2 separate regions of the Ovis aries genome follow, and region 2 is linked to region 1. The links are chromatin contacts, called in public Hi-C maps. All regions are on one chromosome and are shown on one strand. Each heading gives the region's core, a stretch centred on a gene start, on an enhancer-like site or on the middle of the called end of the contact. The rest is flanking DNA. Distances are from core to core; before and after follow the strand shown.

The links. Hi-C and Micro-C count contacts between places; a contact is called where the count stands out from the background.
Region 2: a contact with region 1 is called in a Hi-C map of liver, with 4 times the contacts expected there. The contact joins two enhancer-like sites. A contact is called at or near these places in 7 of 16 Hi-C or Micro-C datasets (hypothalamus, liver, mixed tissues and 3 more).

Annotation. Positions count from the first base shown.
Region 1 is chr12:63,758,858-63,765,218 of ARS-UI_Ramb_v3.0, forward strand. It overlaps NMNAT2 (nicotinamide nucleotide adenylyltransferase 2), which reads right to left. Exons shown (of 16, transcript XM_060396688.1): 12 at 5,658-5,702; 13 at 773-849. Among named protein-coding and RNA genes, the nearest start is that of TRNAG-UCC, 96 kb to the right of the region's middle. Within about 2 kb of position 3,069, at least 15 of the 54 cell types and tissues checked have an H3K27ac peak or open chromatin away from gene starts, as enhancers often do. A contact at or near this core is called in liver, where this site is marked.
Region 2 is chr12:63,800,265-63,807,201 of ARS-UI_Ramb_v3.0, forward strand. The region is part of intron 6 of NMNAT2 (nicotinamide nucleotide adenylyltransferase 2); the gene reads right to left. Among named protein-coding and RNA genes, the nearest start is that of TRNAG-UCC, 54 kb to the right of the region's middle. Within about 2 kb of position 4,902, at least 8 of the 54 cell types and tissues checked have an H3K27ac peak or open chromatin away from gene starts, as enhancers often do. A contact at or near this core is called in liver, where this site is marked.

The DNA.
Region 1 (6,361 bases), core at 1,819-4,318:
AATCAAAAAAATGTACTAGGTCTAGAATATCTGCCAGGAGAAACCCACTTTCAAAGGGCCATAGGCTTGGGAGCGAGCATGAGGTCTGACTATCAGATGAATGAATTCGTGAAAGAACAAAAATGAATGTATGTCTAAAGGATGAGGAACTTATGAATTAGCTAGTTTAAGACCATCTCGGCCAGATCTGGTAACAACTTGTCCACTGAGCTTCTAAATGGTATAAGTTTCAATTCCCGGTTCCCTAAATCCCAAGTCAATTGCCAGAAGGATCCTACTGACCTTTTATCATTAACTTCTCCCCTCTTGACACTTTTTCTCTTGTTAAGGAAATTCTAGGATGGTATTTACCACCTCTTCAAAAAGAATCAAAGGGAAAAAAAGCACATAATAATTTCAAAAGGGCAAAGGCTTTTTTTTTTTTTTTTTTAAAGACCTCTCTCCCCCACCTCTCCCCACCAGCACACATACTCTAAGTGCTGTTTGGCGAAGGCATTCTATGACTCAGATTGCTTTTTTCCCAGGGGCTTTCCAGGAGCAAGCATGAGGGGGAGTGAGTGTAAAAATACAGGAGGAGATAAAGCTTGGGGGTAGTGAGAATTTTTTTCCATCATGATGTGAACGGATTGCCCTCCCGGGAGCTCACGGGAGATGGGAGACTCAAGCTGGGGAGGGAGGCTGGGTGGGGAGGGAAGACCAGGGGTCAGAGTCGAGTGCCCCTCCCCATCTTGCCCCACACCAGCTGTGCGCAGGCCATAACCCTGCTACTCACATCTGCCTCGTTCCACAGTCCTGGGATGCAGAAGGACTCCAGAAGGTCACTGCCACACAGCAGCAAGATCCGCAGCTCTGAGGAGGGGGGACAAAGTTAGCAAAAGGAGAGGGAAGCGTTCAAATCTCAGCCTTCTTCCTCCGACCAGCACAGAAGCTCCAGAGCCCACTTCTAGCAGGCACCACGCTGCTGCTGCACTGAAACCTCTGCTCACCCCTCCCCCGGGCTCATTTACAGACCACTCTCACTCCCTGCAGGAGGAACCTCTCTCCTACGGAATGGAGCAGAGAGTAACTGTCCTGGTTTGCTGGGACTGAAGGATTTCCGGGATGGGTTTCATGCTAAACCAGGATGGCTGGTCACCCATGGTCTAAGGCAGCTACACGCCTTGTGTGAGGTCTAAGAGGCTCTCTTTTTTGCTCTATATCAAACCAAAGTGCCCGTGGAGTTTGGCTTCTCTGCTGCTGGGCATCCTCTGGGGTTTGTCTTCCATCACAAGCATGGCGTGATGGGGGCAGGGGACATGGCGTGCACCCTCAATTCACCAGCTGGCTCAGCTCATCACATGTCTTGCCTGTACGTGGCCACTGTCCTCAGCAAAGGGCTTGAGAAGTGAGTCTGCCCCCACCTTCCCAACTCCCAGGCACATTTCCAGCTTATCACTTGTTTTTCTTCCCTCATTAAGCCCGGTCTGAATTATCCCAACGAGGCCACTGTCGCTTAAAACAGGCAGCAAACTGACTGGGGCATGAAAACTGAGCAACGGGGGTGGAAAAGAATCCTGGGATTCTCAGAATCACGTGGGGAGAGACCTCCACCTGGATTGAGATTCAGGTGATGTGTTTGGTTCCCAGGTACTTTCCCCAGGCTCTTTCATCAGGTGCTGTGCTTAGCTGCTCAGTCGTGTCCGACTCTTTGCGACCCCATGGACTGTAGCCCACCAGGCTCCTCTGTCCATGGGATTCTCCAGGCAAGAATACCGGAGTGGGTTGCCATGCTCTCCTCCAGGGAATCTTTGCCAACCCAGGGATCAAACCCAGGTCTCCCTCATTGCAGGAGGATTCTTTACGGTCTGAGCCACCAAGCTCTATCATCAAGGCCTGTGACTGTGGGCATCCTGTCGGAACCAGTGACACAGCCCTAGTCTGAGCCTCCAGAGATCGCTGCCACCCTGGCCCCAGCTCTGCCCTCCTCAGACCCTGTAGCTAGCCCAGGGACCTGCCGAGGACTTTCAGGTGGTGAGCTCGCCCCGGGTGCAGGCTCAGTGGGAGACTGCTGGGCTGAAGAAAGACAGGGTCAACATCTCAGTCCCAGGTCAGCACAGCTCCTCCTCAGGAAGTCCCCTGCAGCACCGGGGTCTTAACACCTAAATATTCCTGCAGCCTCCCACCTCCCCCTCCCCTGTCACACTGTCACCTAATGTTCTGTTTACATCCAGGGAACTTAATAGATCTTTATATACCCAGGGCCTAGCAGAGTGACCTGCGCACAGTAGGTGCTCAGGATGTGTTGAATGATCGAAAGACAGAGAGGCTGGCCACAGAGGCCATGCGGGCAGGCTGTCTCAGAGCCTTCTGGGTACCCCAGGATGGCAGGGCCAGATGGTGACTGTGGCCTTGGCTCTGGCAGCATGGAGGCCCTGGTCATAGTCCGCCTCCAGGATGGCCGAGAGGAGCCAGACTGGGCTGACTCTGGGGTTCCTGATGCTCCCTGTCCCCTGCTCGGAGTCAGAGCCACCCAAAGTTCCAGGTCAGCTCTGTTGAAAGGCTGCAGCTTTATAACCGTGGGCCTAAACCTCTGGTTTGGAGGCCACGTCCAGGAGACATGTTGGCCCTCAGCTTTTTCTACATCAGTGGTTCTCAACCGGGGGCGTCTCCGGTCAGGAGACGTTGTTTTGGTCGTCAAGGCTGGAGAGAGAGGTGTGCTACCGGCACCTAGTGCTGGGAAGGCAGGAACGCTGCTCAAAAGTCCACACGGCACACAGCCAGCCCCCACACCTCAGGGTTACGCCTGTTTCCTATGACAACGGTGGTGTGGTTGAGAAACCCGGCTCTGCAGCCAGGGAAATGAATCTCTTTTCAATTCCGGATCCAGAGACTCACTTTCTCACTCGAGTATAACGTAAGATTATTTTTAAAGCCAAAGCAGAGCAAGTTAAAGCGTGGCGGGGGGCGGGGGGGAGGGGGGGTTCACCTTTGCTTGCAGCACAGGAACGGATGGATTTGTCACAGACCAGAGGCCCCGGCAGGGCTTGGGAATCCCATGTGTGGCCGCTGGAGGGCAGCAGTGGATTCCCTGGTTTACCCTAGCTCACGTTCTCAGCCTGCAAGTCTGGGGCAGGCCTGGTTAACAAAGTGGAAATGGCACCATGGATGCTAACTGAGCTAGGAGAAATGGCTTTTTCCTTCTCGTGAAGCGTGCAAGGGGATTTCAGAAAGAGGAGGTGTGAGCCAAAGGGCCTCACAGGACAGTGGTCTGGGGGCCAGGCTGCTCCTCTGGGTCCCATTTCCTTCCCCAATTCAGGATCCAGGGAGCCAGAGTCAGCCCTCCTCTGTCACACTCTCCTCCCAGGAATCCTGCTTCTGTGAAGTCCCAGGCCCCGAGGCCCTTTCCAGCTCCCATCACACCCTGAGGCAGCCACCACCTGTACCACGCCAGGCCACGAATCCATCCACACAGCTGTGGCCACTCAGCTTTCCTTTCTCTGAGAGAGGGGGTCAGATGGGGCCAAGCTTCACAAGGAATGCTAGGAGCACAGCCACTGCGTTGCCTCTCTGTCCAAGGGGGTACTCCCCAGGCCGCAACCTGATACACGGACCCTGGGTGCTGGGGAGGTGAACGAGGTCCCAGGTGAAGCTGGCTCACATTCTTCCCGGAACAAGGTATGGGAGGAAAATACACACTGGAATACGGTTGAAAGTTTGAAGACTGCTCTGAGCGCGGCTGGTCAAGAAGACTTTGTCCCGAGACAATAGTTCCTGGCCAGGTGCGGAACTGCCAGGCAGGGGGAGTACAAGGCTTTTGGGTGTTTGTGGCTGTGGAACCTGAGGGTGAATGCTCCTGCTGGCTTTGGGGAGCACCCAGAAGTACTCTTTCCTGTGGCCTTCAGACAGCCATGTGCTGGTAAATAAAAACTATTAAAACTTAAGGAATCGAGGAGTTTTTGAGTACTTATCACCTCTGTTTTTAATACAAGGTATTTAACTGCCATGCTTAGCCACTCAGTCATGTCTGACTCTTTGGGACCCCATGGACTGCAGCCAGCCAGGTTCCTCTGTCCGTGGAGATTCTCCAGGTAAGAATACTAGAATGGGTTGCCATGTCCTCCACCAGGGGATCTTCTCAACCCAGGGATAGAACCCAGGTCTCCTGCATCGCAGGTAGATTCTTTACTGTCTGAGCCATCAGGGAAGCCCAAGAATATTGGAGTGGGTAGCCTATCTCTTCTCCAGGGGAACCACATGATCTAGGAATTGAGGGGGTCTCCTGCATTGCAGGTAGTTTCTTTACCAGCTAAGCTACCCAGGAAGCCCATTTAACTGCTACTTAGTATAATTTAATTTTTTTGACTGAGTTTAACAACCAACTGGTAAAATTTCTGAAAATTTTCAAATGGTTCTAGCAGGTCAGTATGAGTCAACTCATGTGCATCACTCCTGGGGATCAGAGGACAAGAGCCAGAAAAGTTCGTAGAAATGATGTCACATCTGCTGGGCCTCCTGGGAGAACCCAGTGCCCAGGGTGCAGCCCTGCCCCTCCCTCCCTAGGAGGGGAGCCTGGAGTATCTTTGCAGCTGGAAGTTGAAGATTGAGCATGCCCGCTGGACACCCAGCTGCCCCCCATCCTAGCACCATGGAGATGACACCCTGGCCCCCTGCCTCCCTTCCTCCTCGACGATCCCATTGGTTCAAGGTTGGAAACTGGAAACCTGAGAAATGGCAGTGTGTGTGTTAGTCACTCAGTCGTGTCTGACTCTTTGCAACCCCATGGACTGTAGCCCACCAGGCTCCTCTGTCCATGGGATTCTCCAGGCAAGAGTACTGGAGTGGGTTGCCATTTCCTTCTCCAAAACGGCATTAGTCGGCCCCAGAGTCAAAAGAACAAGGGCTAGGCCTTCAGCTCTCCTGCAGAGTTGAATTTGGGTTTGTAGGAGAGAGAGACCCAAAGATGGATATTCTCATCCGTGCTGAGTCCTTTGGGGACTTCCAGCTGTCACTGACCCTCCTTGTCACCTGAGACCTGCAGCAGCTCGAGCTCCATTCTTGTCTGTCTGTGCTTTTCCGGCTTCAGACACTTCTGTCTCGAAGCTACTCTGGAACCTTGGGAAAATGTGCTTCCCGGCTTGTTTCCTAGGGCTGCTCAGCACTCATCTCATTTCTAGGGGAGTCACTGCCTTCCCATCCTGACAGCTCTGTGTAACCACCCTCCACCTGCTCTGGCCTGGGGCCTTTACTGCCTTCACACAGTCAGGGTCTTAGTGTCCACCCAAGGCTGTGGGGGAGATCGCAGACATGGCTCCAAGCACTGGACTCCTCCGCTGAGGAAGGTAGGGGATCTTCTGTGGGCACGGTGTTGCGGGCAAGAGAAGAATCTCTGGCTGGCAATGAACTGAACTTCCATGTCTTTTGAATGAGATGAAGACGCTCTAAAGGGGAAACTGCCCACGGACCCCATCCTACCTCCAGGGAAACTGCCGGAGTCCAGTTGGGAGATGGTACAGGTGAGATAACTAAGAACATGCTCTTAGCTTGAGAGCAATTAATTACCCTTCCAAGAGCAGACCCTGCTGCAAACACCCCCCAGGGGTTGCAACCCTCCCCCTCCCCCACTGTACCCTTTGGAGGCAGGAGGCCCCGAATGTTCCCGCTTTTCCAGCCCCACTCACCTATCTCCTCGTACCGCATCACCGTGCCCAGGTTGGCATTCTCATCTAGGGAGGCAAAAGGGAATGCAGAAGCATCAGGGAACCAGCTTCCTGGTACCTGACTCTCAATCTGCCTGAGGGGCTTCTCAGAGGGAGAACACGGGCTGGGATGGGTGGGTGCAAGTAGGGACATCTGAGTAGCATAAATGGAGAGCATGGTCCAGCTTGAAACGGAGAGGGAACACTTCCTCAGGCTCCAGGGCAGGATTCACTGTTCTGGGAATTCAGAACTAGACCGCCTGGCTGGGTAGCCAGTGATGGACACACACGCACTCACGCCGAGTGCCTTCTGTTTCCTTTTGTATTGGAGTGGGCGGACGCTGGCCACAAGACCAGTATCCTCAAACCTAGGGAGGCAGTTGGCAGAGTCACAAGGAGGTGGCCCTCTCTTGTTCAGGGTTACCTGGTTCAGAGAAAAAGCAAAACTGAGTAGGCTGAGATTTTTCATATGGCAGAAGGCAAAGCCCCAGGAAGATGTCAAAGAGACAGAGGCTTTGCCATGGGCGCTGAAGGGGTGCCCCGCATGGGGCCCACGGTATGCACAGCACCACAGAGATGACACCCTGGCCCCCTGCCTCCCTTCCTCCTCGACCATCTCTGTTGGTTCAAGGTTGGAAGTTGGAAACCTGAGAAATGGCAGTAGTTGGCCCCAGAGTCAAAAGAAT
Region 2 (6,937 bases), core at 3,652-6,151, 43 kb after region 1:
AATATGCTGTTGAGGTTTGTCATAGCTTTTCTTCCAAGGAGCAAGCATAGTATTATTACTTTTTAAACTTTTTGATAGTAAGTTGCCTTTTTGCTTTCCTAAATACATTGATGTCTATTTCCCAACAAAAAGGACATTTTAGTGACAATTAATTAAACTCCTACTTTTCCTGTTGAAGGAAGGCTGAATGTGGTTTCAAAGACTGAATCTGCAAAACACTCTTTTCCAAGGACCTCCTGGAATATCTAGGTCTAAATCCTGGCTTTACTACTCTCCGGGAATGTGACTACTTTCTGAAGCCTCAGTTTCTTTATCTGTAAAATGGAGACAGTGCCGGCATCTCTTTCACAGGTTGCTGTGAGGATGAAATGAACTAAGTCACAAAATAGGCCTATAGTGGACAGGCTGGGCATGCAAATATTATTGAGAAATAATCTATTTTAAAGTGACACAATGCTCAATAACAATAGTGCTTTTGCTTGTAATTATTCAGGATGGTTACTTGCCAACATTTCTCCAACCAGGGTCCTTTCCTATGAAACCCAATCCCACAGTTTTCATTGATGACACTGGCAACAAATGTATAACCACCCTAATTTCTCCCTCTCCACTGCCAGTGACCCTCCCCCAACACACACACACACACACACACACACACACACACACACACACACACCCATCAGTGCTCTGTTCAATTTAACCATGACAAATTTAGAAATTTATGAGCATACTATAGAATAGAAAAGAACAAAACTCATTTCTTGTAAAGTTATAAAAATACTGTGCTTTAAAGTGGGACAGTCACAGAGATTCAAGTATGTCTTTGATCACATCTCTTAAGGAGCAATAGACAGCAATTTGAGTAATTACCACCAAAGAGACTGAGATATCCGGCTTCTGGATATTTGGGTAACTAGCGGTACTGTCTTTCACTAGGCATGGATAACCAGGTATTTGGTTAGCAAGGAAAAAAGAAAACTAATGTCCAAAATATGGGGCTTCCCATATGGCGCAGTGGTAAACAACCCGTCTGCAAAGGCAAAAGACGCAGGAGAGGAGGGTTCAATCTTTGAGTCGAGAAGATCCTCTGGAGAAGGAAATGGCAACCCATTCCAGTATTCTTGCCTGGGAAATTCCATGGACAGAGGATCCGGGCAGGCTATAGTCCATGGGGTCACAAAGAATCAGACATGACTGAGTGCATACACACACATATACGTGCGTGCGCGCGCGCACACACACACACACACACACACACACACAATGTTCAAAACACTGTGTTCCTGCCGTTTTCACAAGATACTTAGATATTTCTATTTTCAAGCATCTCCTTTTGAGAAACATACCCCTTAAAATCCAACAACAATTACATATGAATTAATCACTAATTATTACCAACGGCAGCCCCAAAGGGGAAGGCTGGAACAAACGCCTTGAATCAGAGAGCTATGGTTTGGCGCCAGCCACGGCTGGGTTTTCTCTCCAGGGCCCTGCTGGGTGAGTAGCTATGGGGAACGGGTGGTTTGTGCTGAGCTACAGCTCTGGGCCTTCTGTTTATGAGGCGGACCCTGCCAGCAGCAATCTGGGCTGAAAGTCAGAAGCTGCCTGCAGGGTGTCCCATGTGGAACCTTCTTACAGTCTCCAGGGTCACCCATTCAGCCTCCAGTATGCCTTCAAACTTTTCACAACTTGCCTGCAGGATGAGGCCCAGACTCCCAAGCTGAGAGCGTATCTGGCCCTTAAATCTGAACCCTCCTCTTCCGCTTCTGCTGCAGCCTCAGGCATGCCCTCGTCCCCAGCAACGTGGATCCCTGAACACACCCCCTTCACCCCTGTGTTCATTCTGCCTCAGATGTCCTTCCCCTGCTGGTAACACCTGCCCACCCTTCAAAGTCCAATTCACCTCGCCAAGTCCCTGGGCCTTTAGTAGCAAAATCCATTCTTTCCACAGCTCTGTGTATATCACCAATAACAAGTCTGTTCCCATTTTCTTTGGTGCAACTGTAGTTTAGGGCTATGGTTTACTTCTTTTTACATCCCTATGTACCTGGCCCCTCCTTATCAAATGAAACACTTGATAATACTCTTAGATACTCATCCTATACACAGCTCTGAGCTGAACTGCAACACAGATATAGATAAAAGTGCAAGCACCTAAAAACTAGATTTTCCAGTCTGAAAGTGAAAATTACCAAAGTTCTATACTTTGTACATGATAGTTTTGAGAATTTAAGATCCTAATATCACCTCATACAGATTTTAAGAGATTAAAAACTATAGTAATTCGGTCAAAAGTTTAAATTAACACTCCATCTTAATGTTCTATCCAAGGGTTTTCTCTTGTTATCTAGAACATTCGCCTACCTCAACAAAAAGATGCTGCTTATGATTTTTAAAAAATAGAAGAGCATATTTAGTGGACTGTCCTTCATACTGTGATGACCATCTGTGCCTGGCTGAAATCACTCGGGGCAGACAGAAAGACAGAAATAAAATGCTTTTGCACATGCCTCTCAAAGGGTCCATTTATATTTCAACTGTTTTATTTTTTTTAATATAAATGCATTTATTTCAACTGGTTTAACAAAATAAAGGATAAGCGCCAAGTTCCCCATTGACACAGCATCTCCATGTGACCATGTACATGCATCATGCGTGTTTGGCAGCATGCGTGTCCCGCATTCCTTTAGTGGGTGCTATACCACTGAGGACAGCTACTGTGGGGGTGTGTGTGCATTTAACTCAAGGCGAATTAAAGACATCACATCCTAACAGCTTTTAATATATGAGAGGAGCCTATGAGCTGAGTGAACCACCAAATTCAGAGTAACCAGAGCCTTTAATCTTTGATACGTGGAGGTTTCTAATTCAGTGATTAGTGAAAGAAGGCCCACTCTGGGGGGAGGATTCAGCCTGTTTTTCTCTTCCTGGGCTCATTTTCCGCCCATCCTGACACCATCTGCAGGTGGGGGGCTGGAGGCAGCTTTCCTTGGGAATGTTGGTGACATCATAGGCCCAGGGTCCCCTCTGACACCATGTGCTCGGGTTCCCAGGGACGTCCCCCTTGGAATCTGGAACTCATTATGACACAGGTCAGGGAGAGCCATGTGAACAGCGAGGAGGCAGTGGGCGTGGGCTGAGCGTCCGTCTCCCTGACTCCTCCCTGAGACCAGCAGCCCCACTGTGGAATGGGAGCCGAGGGGAGCGGAGAGCGGGGCTGGCCCCTTCTCTCCTGCAGGCTCTCCAGCTTGAAAAGGGAGTGGATTCACACCAAGCACATTCCTCCTGACCCATTTTTCTCTTTTGTGTCTGTGAAGATCATGTGCTGAGCCAAACAACAGCCCCGGATTTCTTCCCAGGCTGCTGTTAATATCAGCCGCAGACCCAGGGCAGGCCAGCTCCACCAGGCATCCTGGGCCTTGGAGCTGGTCGGCCATGGGTCTCCGATGGACTGTCCAGGACTGCTGACACTGCACTTGTGCTCTGGAGGGCAGGACTGGATCTCATCGGGCTCGCCACCTTGCCCACCCACCCCCAGCCCTCAGCAGATCATCTTCAGTATTGACACCCAACACTAAGCGGTGGGGAAGGAGGGAATAAACTCAGGAGACGAAAGAGATGCAAGTTCAGTCCCTGGGTCAGGAAGATCCCCTGGAGGAGGGCAAGGAGAATACCACAGACAGAGGAGCCTGGTGAGCTACAGTCCATGGGGTCACAAAGAGTCAGACATGATTGAGCAACTTAGCATGCACTCACACCATGGGGATAGAGTATACTCTGTGTGTGTGTGTGTGTGTGTGTGTGTGTGTGTGTGCACGTGCACTCAGTCATGTCTGACTCTGTGACTCCATGGACTGCAGCCTGCCAGGCTTCCCCATCCATGGAATTCTCCAGGCAAGTATTCTGGAGTGGGTTGCCATTTCCTCCTCCAGAGGCTCTTCCCGACCCAGGGATTGAACCTGCATCTCCTGCCTTGCCCACATCGACAGGTGGGTTCTCACCACTGTGCTACCTGGGAAGCCAGTATATTGTATACTAGGCAGCATTTGTTGGAAATAGTGCCTCCTCTGATCCTCTTTCCTCCCACTTGAGGAAACTGAGGTTTTTCACAGCAGCACCAGCTTCTCACGCTGGGCCCTGGCTCTGCATGTTGGAATTTTATTCACCTCCTTGGGTGGGCACCATGATCCAGACCTCAGAGCCTCCCTCCGGCCCTGGCTAGTGGTCACCCAGGATTCTAGAACTGCTGATCACTAGACAGGTGTGGATTTCATAAATGTTACCCAATCCATCTGTAACAAATATATTTTGACAAGAGCCCTCAGATGTCTCTCTCTAGAAAAATGACTCTAAAATGGGAAATTCAGGAACATGTGTCAAGGTGGGGCAGCTCTCTCTAGAAACTGGGGCCCTTGGGTCATGTCTCAAAAGTGGCAGCCATAGGACTGTGTGGCCAGGCTGGTCAGCCCTTTAACTACACACAGTCGTCCCAGCTTCACCCTGTATCTCTCAGCCCCATATCCCCAACCCCAGCGTTAGCCTACCCCTGGTTTTCTAAAAACTGAATCCCCAGCCCTTAACACCTGCAATCAACTCACCTTCAGGCAGTCTCTGGAAGCAGAGAAGCCCTGCTAGGGTTGACTCAGTTTCCCTACCTTTCATTAACCCCAGAAATTTTGTCACTCATCAAGGGACAGGCCTCTGCCCAAGTCAATGCTAACAGTTATTCAAAGAGTCTTGACTAGTGTCCCAGAATAATTTAATTAGTATCAACTGTGAGCTGGATATTCTGCTAAGCGCAAGAGACAAACAGAGCACCCAGTGTGGGCGAGAGATACATAACAGCCAAGCGCAGTTAAGTGTTGTAAGAGTCAGGACAACAGGCCAGGTTTCTGAGTGTTGAATATGTGCCCAGCGCTGCGCTACAGGCTTTACAATCACTGTTTTAATGACAGAGGTGAGCTCCTGGAACTATGGGAGCTGAGTTCCACTGACAGTGGGGAATTGAGCCTCTAATCCTGGGCACTGGGCCCAGGTTGACCCCGTTGCTGCCTCACCTACCCTGCAGGCCCTGGGATCCCAGCCCTGGATCCCAAGAGCTTTCCTCACTCTGATTTTCTTGGGCCTTCTGGTCCCCCATCGTGAAGCTCTCCTACCTATCTGCAGACGCTAGCCTGGTCTGTGAGAGAAAAGCCTGGGTCAGATGGAGAGTCAGGGCGTCTTTGGAGCTGGCTTCTTACTTGGTGGGGGTCGGGGTGGCGTGCAGAGGCGATGCCCACAGGAAAGGAGCATTTGCGTTGAGTTCTGTGTTTAGAACACAGGTCAGCTCTGGCAGATTTATTCCTGCTTGATTTTGGAATTCCAAAACCGGAGCGAGGTCATCTTACTTTCCTTGAGAAAGGAAATCCCCCAGAGGGGGTGGAGGCGGAGGAATTTCTGAGGGCTGGGCGGCTCCTGAACAGGGAAGGGAGGGTTGGGGAAAGAGAGGGCCGCAAAACTTAGTCCAGCCTCCTCCCCCTGGGAAAAGGCCTAAGTCCGTCTTGCCTTGGGTGAGCCAGAGGCTGCGGGCTCCATCTGCCGAGGCCGTGTAGATACACACAGCACGGGACCAGCCCCAAGCTGCCGATCTCTACTTTTACCTTCACTGGACTTCCTAAAATCAGATGCAGGAACAGAGGGTGTTGGTGATCCAGACACAGAACACAGGTGTTCTGGGGTCCAGGTGCCTGGGGCAAGAAGGAGGGAAGGGCCAAGAAGTGGAAAGCTGCTAAGGATTTTTTTTTCCCATAATTTTTTTTGGCTGCACTGGGTCTTCATTGCTTTGCACGGGCTTTCTCTAGTCATAGTGAGCAAGGGCTGCTCTTCGTTGCAGTGTGTGGGCTCTGAAGCACACAGGCTTCAGTAGCTGCACGTGGGCTCAGGAGTTGTGATGCACGGGCTTAGTTCCTCTGAGGCATATGGAATCTTCCCAGACCAAGGATCAAACCCATGTCCCCTGCATTGGCAGGCATATTCCTAGCTACTGCGCCACCAGGGGAAGTCCAAAATTTTTAAAATATTTATTTTTACTTATTTGGCTGTGCCAGGTTTTTGTTGCAGCACACAGGATCTCTTAGCTGTGGCATGTAGGCTTTAATTCCCTGACCAGGGATCGAACCTGGGGCCCCTTACATTGGCAGTCTTAGCCAATGGACCATCAGGGAATTCCTCTGCTAAGGATTTTTAAAAGCACCTTCTTGTTGTTACTGTTTATTTTATCATCACATCTGCTCTACTGGGACAGGTATCATTAAGCACAGTTTACAAATGAGAAGCTAAGGACTTGCTTTAAGTGTCAGAGTCAGGAATCACACCAAGTCTGGACTCAGAAGCCCGAGCACTGGGACGCAGGTGTATGCACACCTCTACATGATATGACCCAGCCTGAAACTGGTTGGTGGCTCTGGATTTTAGTTGACTCACTTAAAAAATATTTGCTCTGCTTACTTTCATTCCACCAGCATGGAGCATCTACTATTCTGTGCCAGTGGGCTAGGCTGAGTGCCAGGAATGCAATGATCTACAAAATCGAGTCCTGCCAAGAGTAGTTTATATACCAGCGTGGAAGAAAGACTCATCCACAGACCATCTCACTGCAATGTCTACACAATGCCCAGGTGGTACTAAAGTTTAGATGAGATGACACATGCAAGTGTTGAGCAAAGCGAAGGGTTACCCTGATTTCCCCGAGGCTGAGCCAGCTCTCTTAGGAGCAGAAGGAGAAACAAGAACAGGATGGGAAACTCTTCTAGAGAATCTCAAGGCAGTTCTTCCCTCTCAGCAGTGCCTCCATCCACCTAGGACGGTGACAGGGCCATCCTTTTCTTCCCTTTTTCTCCTTCCTCCCTTCCTTTCCTTCTTTCTTCCACTATTCTATGCGTGTCCAGTGAGGTCCTTG